2 separate regions of the Hordeum vulgare genome follow, and region 1 is linked to region 2. Evidence: chromatin contacts called from public Hi-C data. All regions are on one chromosome and are shown on one strand. The core of a region is the stretch at or near the end of the contact, and the rest is flanking DNA. Distances in the headings are between cores, read along the strand shown.

What was found. Hi-C and Micro-C count contacts between places; a contact is called where the count stands out from the background.
Region 1: a Hi-C map of leaf shows a contact between it and region 2, with 3 times the contacts expected there. The contact joins the promoter of LOC123427442 here to the promoter of LOC123427440 in region 2. A contact is called at or near these places in 2 of 6 Hi-C or Micro-C datasets (leaf and seedling) and 1 of 1 datasets of contacts at active chromatin or transcription factors (embryo).

Annotation. Positions count from the first base shown.
Region 1 is chr2H:583,104,928-583,110,748 of MorexV3_pseudomolecules_assembly, reverse strand. LOC123427442 (polyprenol reductase 1) reads left to right here and starts at 1,726. Exons shown (of 6, transcript XM_045111488.1): 1 at 1,726-2,086; 2 at 3,451-3,800; 3 at 4,263-4,497; 4 at 5,371-5,466. The coding sequence starts at 1,901.
Region 2 is chr2H:582,813,514-582,819,807 of MorexV3_pseudomolecules_assembly, reverse strand. It overlaps LOC123427440 (ubiquitin fusion degradation protein 1 homolog), which reads left to right and starts at 3,331. Exons shown (of 10, transcript XM_045111486.1): 1 at 3,331-3,635; 2 at 4,052-4,098; 3 at 4,815-4,892; 4 at 4,990-5,014; 5 at 5,100-5,132; 6 at 5,257-5,378; 7 at 5,471-5,601; 8 at 5,749-5,975. The coding sequence starts at 4,096.

The DNA of each region.
Region 1 (5,821 bases), core at 477-2,976, 290 kb before region 2:
TTGCAATGGGAAAAGTGCTTGGTTTTGGGTTCATACCGTACGGTGTCCTCACCGAGTGACAGAAGGGGTAGCGAGGCACGCATTGTGTTGTTGCCATCAAGGGTAAAGATGGGGTTTATATCATATTGCATGAATTTATCCCTCTACATCATGTCATCTTGCTTAAGGCGTTACTCTGTTTGTTATGAACTTAATACACTAGATGCATGCTGGATAGCGGTCGATGTGTGGAGTAATAGTAGTAGATGCAGATAGTATCGATCTACTTGTCTCGGACGTGATGCCTATATGTATGATCATTGCCTTAGATATCGTCATGACTTTGCGCGATTCTATCAATTGCTCGATAGTAATTCGTTCACCCACCGTAATACTTGCTATCATGAGAGAAGCCTCTAGTTAACACTATGGCTCCCAGGTCTATTTTACACATTATATATTCAGATCTACATACAAAAATACCAAAAATACCTTGCTGCACTTTTATTTATTTATTTATATTTACCTATTATCACTATCAGATCTCACCTTGCAAGTAATCGTAAAGGGATTGACAACCCCTTTATCGCATTGGGTGCAAGTTTGTTTGTTTTTGCGCAGGTGCCTTGGTGCCTCATCTTGATACTCCTAGTGGATTGATACCTTGGTTTCAAACTAAGGGAAATACTTATCTCTACTTTGTTGCATCACCCTTTCCTCTTTAAGGGAAAAACCAACGCAAGCTCAAGAAGTAGCAGTTGCCGGCACACGGCTTGGGGAAATGTTGATGTGTTCCGGGTGCTAGCCCTACCCATTTATTTATATGTTGAGCCCTGGTGTCGTTTCTTGGAGAAAGAGCTTGCTTAACGTCATTTTGGCACGCAAGGCAAGAGTCCTCTTCGGACTCCAGGGCCAAACGCCAGGGTCCTTGGGATGAATGTATCTAGACTTATTTTAGTTATAGATAAATTCATTATATCCATTTCTAGGATAAATTTTCCAGACGGAGGGAGTATAAGTCTTTTAAGAGATTGCACTAGAAAACGATATACGGATCTATATAGACATACTTTACAGTGTAGATCCAATCATTTTGGTTCGTATATAGTCGTTTATTAAAATCTCTAAAAAATAATTATACTCCCTCCGTTCCTAAATATAAGACCTTTTAAAGATTGCACTATAAACTACATACGGATGTACATAGACATATTTTAGAGTATAGATTCACTCATTTCACGCCGTATGTAGTCTCTTAGTGAAATCCCTAAAAGGTCTTATATTTTAGAACGGAGGGAGAATTTAGGAAGTGAGAGAGTAGTATAATATCGGTTGCCGACTTCATGTTTGACAGTCCAGCTACCGAGAACTAAAGCAAGATCCAACGCACGACCTACGACGAGTATGCTTGGTCACCGATCGTTCCACGCCTCCCCACCAAAACTAGATAATTTAGATTATTATTTTATTGATCTGAACGCTTCTATATTCCTCTACACAAGGGCTTATCATTGACGACGATAAACCCAGCCCCGGATGCAACGCAACGGACTTACGTACGGCCTATATGCAGTGACAACGGAGCCGGACGCCGACGAGAGCTGCGCCCGACGCCGAGTCGCGAGCGACACGTGACACCGGAGCAGGCTAATAATCCCATCACGCGTACCGGTCGGGGTCGACGGAGAACGAGAGGGACCGGCCCACTTTTAGCTTTGAAGCTTACACAGCACGCATCCCGGTCCAGCAAGCAACGAGCGACCGAATCGCGTACCGTGCCGGTGTGGCCTCCCCTTTGGGTTCGCACTCTCTCTTCCTCGCCCAGAAGCAAACCCCTCCTAGCGCCACCACGCCCACCAGCCGCGCAGATTGCCGCGTACCCACAGAGAGAGAGAGAGAGCGAGCGCGGGTTTGCCCTCCCATGGAGAAGGGGGACGGGCCCGCCCTCCAGCCTCTGCTGTGCCTCGCCTGGCTCGCCGCCACGCTCCCCATCGCCGCCGCCGCGCTGCCCATCCCCGCGGCCGCCGGCGGCCGCTTCCTACACAGCCTCCTCGCCGCCTTCTCCTCCCGCGGCAAGACCGTCAGGCCGTCCTCCTCCTCCAAGGCGGTAAGACCACCACCTCGGTTCCCGCTTTGCCTTTTTATGTGTGCCCACTCAAGCTCCCGGCCGGCAGGATCGTAACTCCTTTACTGTCATGGGGGGATTCGGGCTTAGCAAAGCTGTCGGTTCTGAAATCATGATGCAATGTGCTGTCTGGTGAGGGAAAGCGTTAGATCAGCATCGTATACTCTACATATTGAAATAAAAAAACATGTGCAAAAGGGCGTTTTAAAGGGAAAAAAAAAAGAGGCAGGCTTGCAGGGTGTTGCCAATCCACGGTTGAAGTTCTATGTAGCCTTTCCCTTGTCACCATAGACAGCCATGGGGTCTTTCTCTCTTGTAGACTTTGATACAATGTATTCGGGAGGTTACTTGGATTAACGGTCTTTCTCTCTTGTAGACTTTGATACAATGTGTTTGGGAGGTTACTTGGATTAACGGTCTTTCTCTCTTGTAGACTTTGATACAATGTATTTGGGAGATTATTTGGATTAACGGTCTTTCTCTCTTGTAGACTTCGATACAATGTATTTGGGAGATTATCTGGATGAACGGGAGATTGTGGGTAGACTAAAGCTGCTGTCTCTTTCTTTTAATTAATAGAAGGAGATTGTAGGTAGATTAGAAGCTCCTATCTTTTTCTTTGAACTAATGGAGGGAGATTGTGGGTAGATTAGAAACTCTTGTTTCTTTCTTTGAGTTACTCCCTCCATTTCTGTATGCAAGGCCACTTCATAATTTATGTCTAACTTTGATCATTAATTTTACCAATGAAAGTGAGTTATATGCCACAAAAAGTATGTCATTGATGCACATTTCAAAGAACTTTCCGATGATATATTTGTGATGACGTAGACATATAACCCGTATTTTGTTGACCAAAATTACAAGTCAAAAATTGACCAAGAAAATGAATGGGAGACAGGTTCAACCTTCCAATTCCAAGTAAGAGAATATTTCATCCTTGAGACGAAGTATGAGTACATGATATTCGGATGTGTTCATTTTTAAGACTCTTTGCTGGTTTACAATTATATGTGTTATACATCTCTAACGGTCTACATGTCATACGAGACATATATTTTTTATTGTTTAAATATTAATCAAGCAACCCATTGGTAACCCTCTGGCAAAAAAGGTTATGGCAATAGCTGACTCATGACTAATTGGGTCACGCCCGGGTTCTGGTAATAACTTATGGGTTAAAGTTGGTACCCATACGGCTCAGGTATTTATGGGTATCCAAAACCATGAGCAAAACTGTCATCTTTATGTAGATAATTTTGATGTATATATCGTACCTTTGCCTTGTATTCTACTCAATTTCTGCATAACCATTAGAAACTGAAATAATCTTTACAAAATTGCAGAAGTTCACAGTTCCGCAGAAGTACTTCTTGCATTTCTATGTGGTGGGAGTGGCGGTGACAACAAGCTTGCTGCTTGCAATATGCTTCTATGCATATATGAAAATGACACCGCTGTTGGCAGAGCCATCGAGTTACTCCACAATCGCTAGCCATCTTATTGGGTCAAATTCGTTCTCTTTTGGCAGTGTCCTGTCGCGCACCATGGAACACAAGTATCGTGTCTGGCGGACTGTCTTTGTACTTCTATTGATGGAAATTCAGGTGCTGAGACGCCTGTATGAGACTGAAAATGTGTTTCACTACAGCCCTACAGCTCGGATGCACATTGTAGGATACCTGACAGGTCTATTGTAAGTTCCATATTGGTTAACTTCCATTCTGTTCTAGAATGTCGCATAGTTGTTAATATGCCAGCTTGACTAAATATTTCCTCTCATTCTTCCTTCTAGAGTTCTAGTCCTTTCTGTTATAATTTCACTTGCCTTTTCTGTTAGGTCTTGTTACGGTTATTTTCTGTAGTTCTGGGTTTATACTTTTATCAACAAAATATGCAAGTAGATGGTGTAAGTTAAGGCATACTTTAATTTACGGGATGATTTGACCACTGGTAATTGTAGTTTCTAAATTCTTTACCACTAATCAATTAACAGAACAGTTGTCTTTTTTATCCTAATGCATATATTCTTTCATTTCTTGTTTATTATAATAATTCTGACGTTGGTCTTTCAGTAAAGGTTTCTTCGCACAAGGATTATTGCATTGCTCTTTCATTTTTCTGTAACAGATTGACTTACAATTTTTTTTGACTGTAGCTATTACACGGCTGCACCTTTATCTCTCGCTAGCTCTTGTCTTCCTGAAGCAATAGATTTTCTTCGAGGTCAAATAGCTGAATTCATAGTAAAGGGTCGTGCAAGAATGCCAGACCTAGTCATTGATTCACCCTCTCTTATAAAGCCTCTTTTAAAGTTGGGGTGGTGCCAATGGATAGGTGCTGTTATATTCATTTGGGGATCCCTCCATCAGATCCGCTGCCATGCAATTCTTGTAAGTACCAGCTTATTTTAGTTAGCCTGGAGCCAGAACCATATAGCAAATATAAGTTGGTTTCTTGTCTGTGAATGTGAACACATGTTTACAGATGCGAGTTGAAGCACAAATGTTCAAAAATGAAGCATCTGCCAATGTATTGAAACTTAAAAGTTGGAATGACTGATAAAACTTATTTCCTGAAATCCTATAGTTATGTCTTGTTGGAATCATTTTGCTACTTTAGATTTGATGGAGTGGAATTCATTTTGCAGTAGAAAATAGCAATCCCAATACTTGCTTAGCCAATCAACATCAGGAACTCTTCTTAAAGGATCATACCATATTTCGTAGGTTATTCTTTTTCTATGAGAAATTAAGAGCCTTAGTAACATCATGTAGGTTTATATTCAGATTTTTTTTTTCAAGAAAACGCAAAAGCCTTGCGTTTCTTTGCATTGAAAAGGAGAGAGTTTACAGCCTCCTAGGAGGTGGTTACAGCACAGTTACATGTTGGTTTAGTGGACATCCCAGGATGGGGGCAAGACTACCCTAAGCCCTTTGTCCCCGGCTCTAGCCCAGCACCTAACCTCATCTTTGATCCTATCCAAGAGCTCGTCGAGCGACGGAGGAATATGGTCGAACACACACGCGTTCCTATGTTTCCATATCATCCAGGGCACCAGCAGCGCGACAGATCGCAGTGCCTTGCGGAGGGTTTATATTCAGATTGCATCATCTTTTCTTAGGTTATTTGGTATGCATATTATATGTCCTTCAGGCAAGAAACTGAACCATCCAGCATCTTTTCCTTGCACACTTTTGGGCTACGGTCTTGCAGATTTAGTTATTATTTTCAATTTCATTGATTTCTGCTTACCATTTTGACAGGGATCGTTGCGCGAAAATAAAGATTCTGATGAATATGTTATTCCTTGTGGTGACTGGTTTAGTCGTGTGTCTTGCCCTCATTACCTTGCTGAACTAGTAAGTGCTTCCGTTCTTCTCCCATATTCAGTATGCACATTCTGTTTGACGAATATGGCAGGTGACAAGACAGTGCTTTTATAACTAAACTAATCATATCTAGATTAGGATTGAAATCATAAATGAGGTTTCTGTGATGGATTTTCACTGGTTGAAGCCTGGTCAGGTTTCGATCGCTGGCCGGAGTGGATGAAGGACAGAAAACTTTTATGTTGCTTCTGATGGAATTGTTTATGCACTGTTTGATGTTACTACAGAGTACAGACTTATCAAATTGTTCGGTTCACCGTTTTTGCCAGTCTAATTCACAGACGTAGAGTGGCATTTGACCATATAAATTTTGTATAGAGGTGTA
Region 2 (6,294 bases), core at 2,082-4,581:
ATGACATATTTCTTTTTTATTTATGAACCATGTCAAAATTATTTCATGAATGATGTCAATTTTAATAATTCATCATGGCAAGCTTAGTTTCTTAATTTCTTTTTTATAACATGTTACAACTTATTTTTAACATAAAAGAAAAAAGAAGTTAAAATATAAATAAAACTTCAGTATAATCATGATGTCAATTTATGTGTAATAGACATGATAACTTTTAACCTTAAAAAATGCTGTCGAAACATATGGATGTGAGATCTAGTTTTGAAGATCTCGTTGCGACGGATTTAATGGGAAAACTATTTTTCAATCAGATTTTTTATTTAAGAGATAAAATATCTTAAATAATAATAAAAAAATAATATTTGCTGACATTATCACATTCGTCATTTGTGCATGCATGCGGTGACATGGCCCAATCTGTAGTATTAAGACGTGTGGTCAAAAGTTGCTCCCACCATACGTGTGGTGGTTATCGACATCCTATTTTTAACATTATGAAGTATTTTCTGTAGAGTATAATTTCTTTTGCATTGTATACATTTTTTGACAATGTTTGAACAACATTAAGGAAAGTCATGGATCATTTTTTAAAATGTACACACATTCTTTCGGATTTAAGAAACTTTTTCTTTATTATATAAACATTTTAATATAATTTGTAAAGATTTCTAATTTTTCACATACATTTCTTTAAACACACGACACTTTTTTACATAACAAAAATTTATTTACACATGATTAACATTTTTATTTAAAATTATAAATTTTCCAATGCATTACTTTTTAGTTTTCTGTAAAGTAATATTTGCATTATATGTATTTAGATTATAACGAATTACAGAAAAAAAATGTTAGAAATGTGAGGAAAAAATGCATGATGTAAGGTGTCTTATTTTCTATAAATATTTAACATTTTTTAAATTCTTGATTAACATTTTTTAAATACTCGTTTCATTTCTTTATGTATGGTGTATTATTTTCTTTATGGTAAAAATGCACATAATTATAGAGAATTTATGTAAAAACTACCCCTGTCTAATTTGATGATTAGTGGCAAATAAATAATTTATGGTAGAGAGAGATATAATCGACTCTTTTTCTCTAAAAGAGATATACATGCTATAAGGGGAGAGATACTTTCCTTTTTTTAGAGGGCCAAGAATGGAATTACGAGGATTTAAAACAAATGCACCTTACATTGTGATTTTTTATGAAAAAAAGATAGACCTATATCAAGGAACTGAGGAAATACTTGTTTAACATTTTTTTGAAATGCTTGGATTAACTTATTTTAAATACATGATCAATCTTTTCGCACACATTGCAGATTTTCGGTATACATTTTTCATAGACACGAGAAACATTTTCTCTATGCACATTTAATATTTATCAAAATCTTGGCTAACGGCTAACATTTTAGTTTGAAATGTTTTATGCCAAGTCTTTTTTTTTTAACCAGGCGAGCCCCTTTCCATTACCAAACATGCGGAAATACAAAGTTCGAACAAACAAAGGAAAACAAAAAAGGGGAGTGAGTTCAAAGTATTACTAGAAAACCCACTATAGGCACTCGTCAGTGAGGAACCTATCGCAGGGCGAAAACCCAGGAACACCATAAAATACACCAGCTAGCCTAACAAAACCAGGAAAAGAAGGAGGGAAGTCTAAATCATCCCAGGGTACAATCAGACCCTCCAACGAGTCGATCAGTCATCCACGCAAGGGCTAAACCCATAGAGAGCTAAGGCATTACTAGCAGCTTCCATCTTTGGGTGTTACTCTTGGGGGAAGCACAGATCCGCATCATGATAGACGCATTGCTCTTCAGCATCTTTGCTCCAACCTGCATCGCCACCCGATCAGATACATTCAACAAACCTGCCCAATAAGTAAGATAACCACAAGTAGCGTAAACCACATCAAAAGGGGATTTCAACTTCTTGTTCTCAAAAGTAGCACGATTATGGCAATTCCAGATCGCCCAACAAACTGCTACCAGTCCAAAGGTGTAGAACCTAACTCATCAGGAAGAAACACATAACACCGAAAAATACAGTCACATATCATTTGGACCCAGGCTAGTACCAAAAACACATCCGATCGTTATCCACACCACCATGGCAACATGGCAAGTAAAGCATGAATGTTTCTAAGTCTCCCGCTCTTTACAGAACGAGCATTTAGGGTTTCTGGTCCATTTTTTCCTTTTCATCACATCGCGCGTAAGAATGGCGTCCTGAAAGAGTTGCCAAAGGAAGATCTGAAATTTAAGAGGAATTTTAGTCTTCCAGATCCATCTATAATCACATCTAGCTATACTTCTTTTTAGATATTCATACACCGATTTAGTAGAGAATACCCTCTTATTTCCCACGGTCCAAACAATTTGATCCGGGACCTCCGAGGTAACCCACCCCTCCACAGTCTTTTTAAACTCCCCCCATCGACACAAAAGGGAATGGTGAAGCTGTCTTATGCCAAGTCTTTTTGTAATATATATATATATATATATATATATATATATATATATATATATATATATATATATATATATATAATATTTGGAATTATACGAAAACAAAAAGGTAAAAAAAATAAACACAAAAAACGAGGCTGTGGCATCCCCCACACCTGGGTCGGCTCATCTTGCGCTCTATAAGCGAGAGCCCCGCTTACAACAACAAACCCGATTTAGCGCCACAGGCATCGGTTAAAGGAAAAATGTGCTAACCAGCGCCTGCAGCGCTCCGTAATGGGCCGGGCCATCTAGAAATTCTTCATGAACTTCTTTAGCCTGTGAACTTTTCTTAAAATCGGTGAACTTTTTAAAAAATCGTTGAATTCTTTTTTGAAATTGATGAACATAATTTAAAGTTCATGAACTTTTTTCGAAATCAGTGAACTATTTAAAAAAATTGATGAACTTTTTTTTCAAAATTGATGATATTTTTTCGAATTCTGTGAACTTTTTTTAAAATTTATGAACATATTTCCAAAGATCGGTGAACTGTTTTTCATAATCATTGAATTTTTTTCGCAAATCTGAAATTTTAATAATTCTGTGAACTTTTTTCGATTTTTTAATAACGAACGAATTTAATATTGGCCGGCCCACGAAGAGGGCCGCTGCAGGCGCCCGTTCCCCTAGTGGCGCCTGAAGCGCCACATAGGAGGTCCCGCTTACAACACCCTGACCAAGGGGAAGCGCGGTTCCCCAGCGGGCCTGGGCCGTCGGGCTAGTTTCCAGGCCCCCCTTGCCAGCCCGTTCCGTCATCGATTCCCGAAGGCGAACGGACTGCTCTGCTCTGCTCCACCGCATCACCGGCGCTCGCTCCTCTCCCCCTCCCCCTCGCAATCGCATCGCCCGGATTATTCCTCCTCCGCGGAAACCTCACGCAATCCCAACCAATATCCCCCATCCGAATCCCGCCCCCTCTCCGCGGCAACCTGTTCGGATCGGAGCCCACTTCTGCGTCTCCTCCATCCCGTCTCGGATCCCCTCTCCCCACGCCCTCATAAGCGACCTCCCCCCCTCCTCGGTTCTTGGTTGCCGGCAGTCTCGTCTCGTCCCGTCGCGTCGCGTCCGTACTGCGTCGACACCGTCCGCGATTCCGGCCATTGGCTTGGTTTCCGAGGTACGAGCATCCCCAACTCCAGAGATTCTGACCTAGATCCGCAACCGTGTGGATTTTTGCCCAGTGTTGGGACCGAAATCCGTTCATGCTGTCTGGCGTTTCTGTTACTACTAGCTTGGAACCAGGGCTTGCTGGAAAGAAAAACTGGCGCTACTTATAATGAATAAATAAATAACTGTACCGGTGATGCAGCTAGGGCGGTGTTTCGCTGTAAAGTTTCGAGCTTGTTGACGATCCTGCAATTTTTGGTTGGGTTCCTTTGGAATTTGGATAGTAACAATAAGGAGCCAAATACTAGTGCTGCTTTGTGCTTTCCTTGTCATCTTAGTTCTCCCTTGGGGAGAGAATTACGATCTTGTACATTTGCTTCTGCGGCTCATATAGTTTCCCTTCATACTCGCCTATGCTATTTACAGATAATAACAGGTCCAAGAGAAGTAGAAGCAAAGGTCTACTCAAGATGGTATGCATTACTTCAACTGCCCTTGAAATCTCCTATGCTTGGTGCCAAGTTTCTATTTCTGCATACAGATACTAAGTTAGGGTTCAGGTGTGGCATTTGATAGATGAATCTGGTTACTGCTACTCTTTAAAGGATTCTTTTGAATATCAGTTGATTTAAGTCATTGCTAGTCTGGCCATACTAATAATAACTGATCTGGAGATAACTTCGGGCTCAACTAAAATTGGTCATACTGAAAAGATAAATTTCACATTGAATTAGTTTTAGTACACAGCACTTTCTTGTGGTTCCTTGTTTACACTGGGAGTGAATTAATAATGATACACTTACGTGAACTGTGAAGGGGAGCCTTGGCACAGTGGTAAAGCTGTTGCGTACAAAAGACCCTTTCCGGACCCTGCGCAAGCGGGAGCTATGTGCACCAGGCTGCCCCCTCTACACTTGTTAATCATTGGATCAAGCGTGTATATACGATTGGTCTTTCTTATTGAATAGTTTGCAAAATACTTCACACCTTAACGCAAATGCCCATATCTGCAGGTTGATCTTGTTTAACTCTGTTCCTGTGATAGTCATGTCGTTCGTAATTATTGTAATGTGGTCCTTTTTCATTCTTAGCTTCAAACAGCTTTTTTGAACAGATGCCAGTAGTTAGTTTCTCTCATATTTGGTGTAGTTCGCATATGCTTAGCTAACCCAAATATTTTCTTATGCAGTTTTATGCAGGATATGGTTACCATGCTAATAATTTTGAGCAAACGTACCGCTGCTATCCAGCATCCTTTTTTGACAAGGTATTCTACTTGCGGTATCAATTTTATCTGCTAGTACCTAACAGTGCTAGAATCTGAATTGTATTTAACCATCTTTCTGAATTTTTATATTTTCCAGCCACACCTGGAAAGTGGTGACAAAGGTAAGTCTTGGAGCCTCTTCTCTCCTCTTATTCTGCAGTTTCATTACGGCTTAACTCTGATATAATTCTATTTTTTCCAATGCAGTAATAATGCCGCCATCTGCCCTGGATCGTCTGGGTAAAGCTCAAATCCTCCTGCATTCGACCTTAGTCTGAATGTCGTAGCTTCATATTGTTGACTTTAATCACTATGAGAGAATATTTTTATGTGCATTTCTAACCGTTTGGTTTTTATGTAACAGCTTCCCTGCACATTGAGTATCCTATGCTATTTGAACTGCACAATGGTGTCACCGACAGGATTTCACACTGTGGTGTATTGGAGTTTGTAGCAGAAGAAGGGTTGATCATCATGCCCTACTGGGTATGTGCTATGAGCCAACTTACTTTAGTGCTCTCTTCAGTTGAAAAGTATTCCAATGAGTTGTTACATATTTTTTCTCTCCATTTGTATAGATGATGCAAAACATGCTTCTTCAAGAGGGTGACATTGTGCGTGTCAAGAATGCTACTCTTCCCAAGGGTACATATGTGAAGCTGCAGCCTCACACGACTGATTTCCTAGACATCTCCAACCCCAAAGCCATGTCAGTAGCTAGATGTTTGCATTAAAACCCATTCCTTCTTTTTGCCATTCACCATGTTAATAACTGATAACTTTGTGCTAGAGTTGTCTATTAAAGTCCCTTCATTCATTTTGCCATTTTCATTAATATGCTTGCGTAACTTTGCAGCTTGGAGAAAACTCTAAGAAACTTCTCTTGCTTAACCACGGGCGACAGCATCATGGTAGCTTACAACAACAAACAGTATTATATTGATATTGTTGAAGCAAAACCTGCTTCTGCAGTTAGCATTATTGAGACAGACTGTGAAGTGGACTTTGCACCTCCTCTTGATTACAAAGAACCTGAAAAACCACAGCGTCCCATAGTTCCTGCAGGCAAGGCACCTGCTGAAGGTGTGTGTTTTACTCTTGTCATCATCAAAATCATAGTTGCTGAATATGATTGTGTTTTACCTTATTGTTGAACAAATTTATTGTTCCAGTCTGGCGTAGGTTTTATAGCTGCAGATCTGTTTACTGGTGTTGCCACCTGGAAATGGAAATAATAGTTTACGTAAATAAAGACATCACTCACTATGCCAACTCGCTGTATTTTATGTTTATTAGTCTGTTCTAAAGTATTGTTGGACATCTTATGCCACTTTTCTATAGGCTGCCTAAGATAGTTGTGACTTTTCCCCTTTTGAAACTGTATTGTTGTTTTGGCAATCTT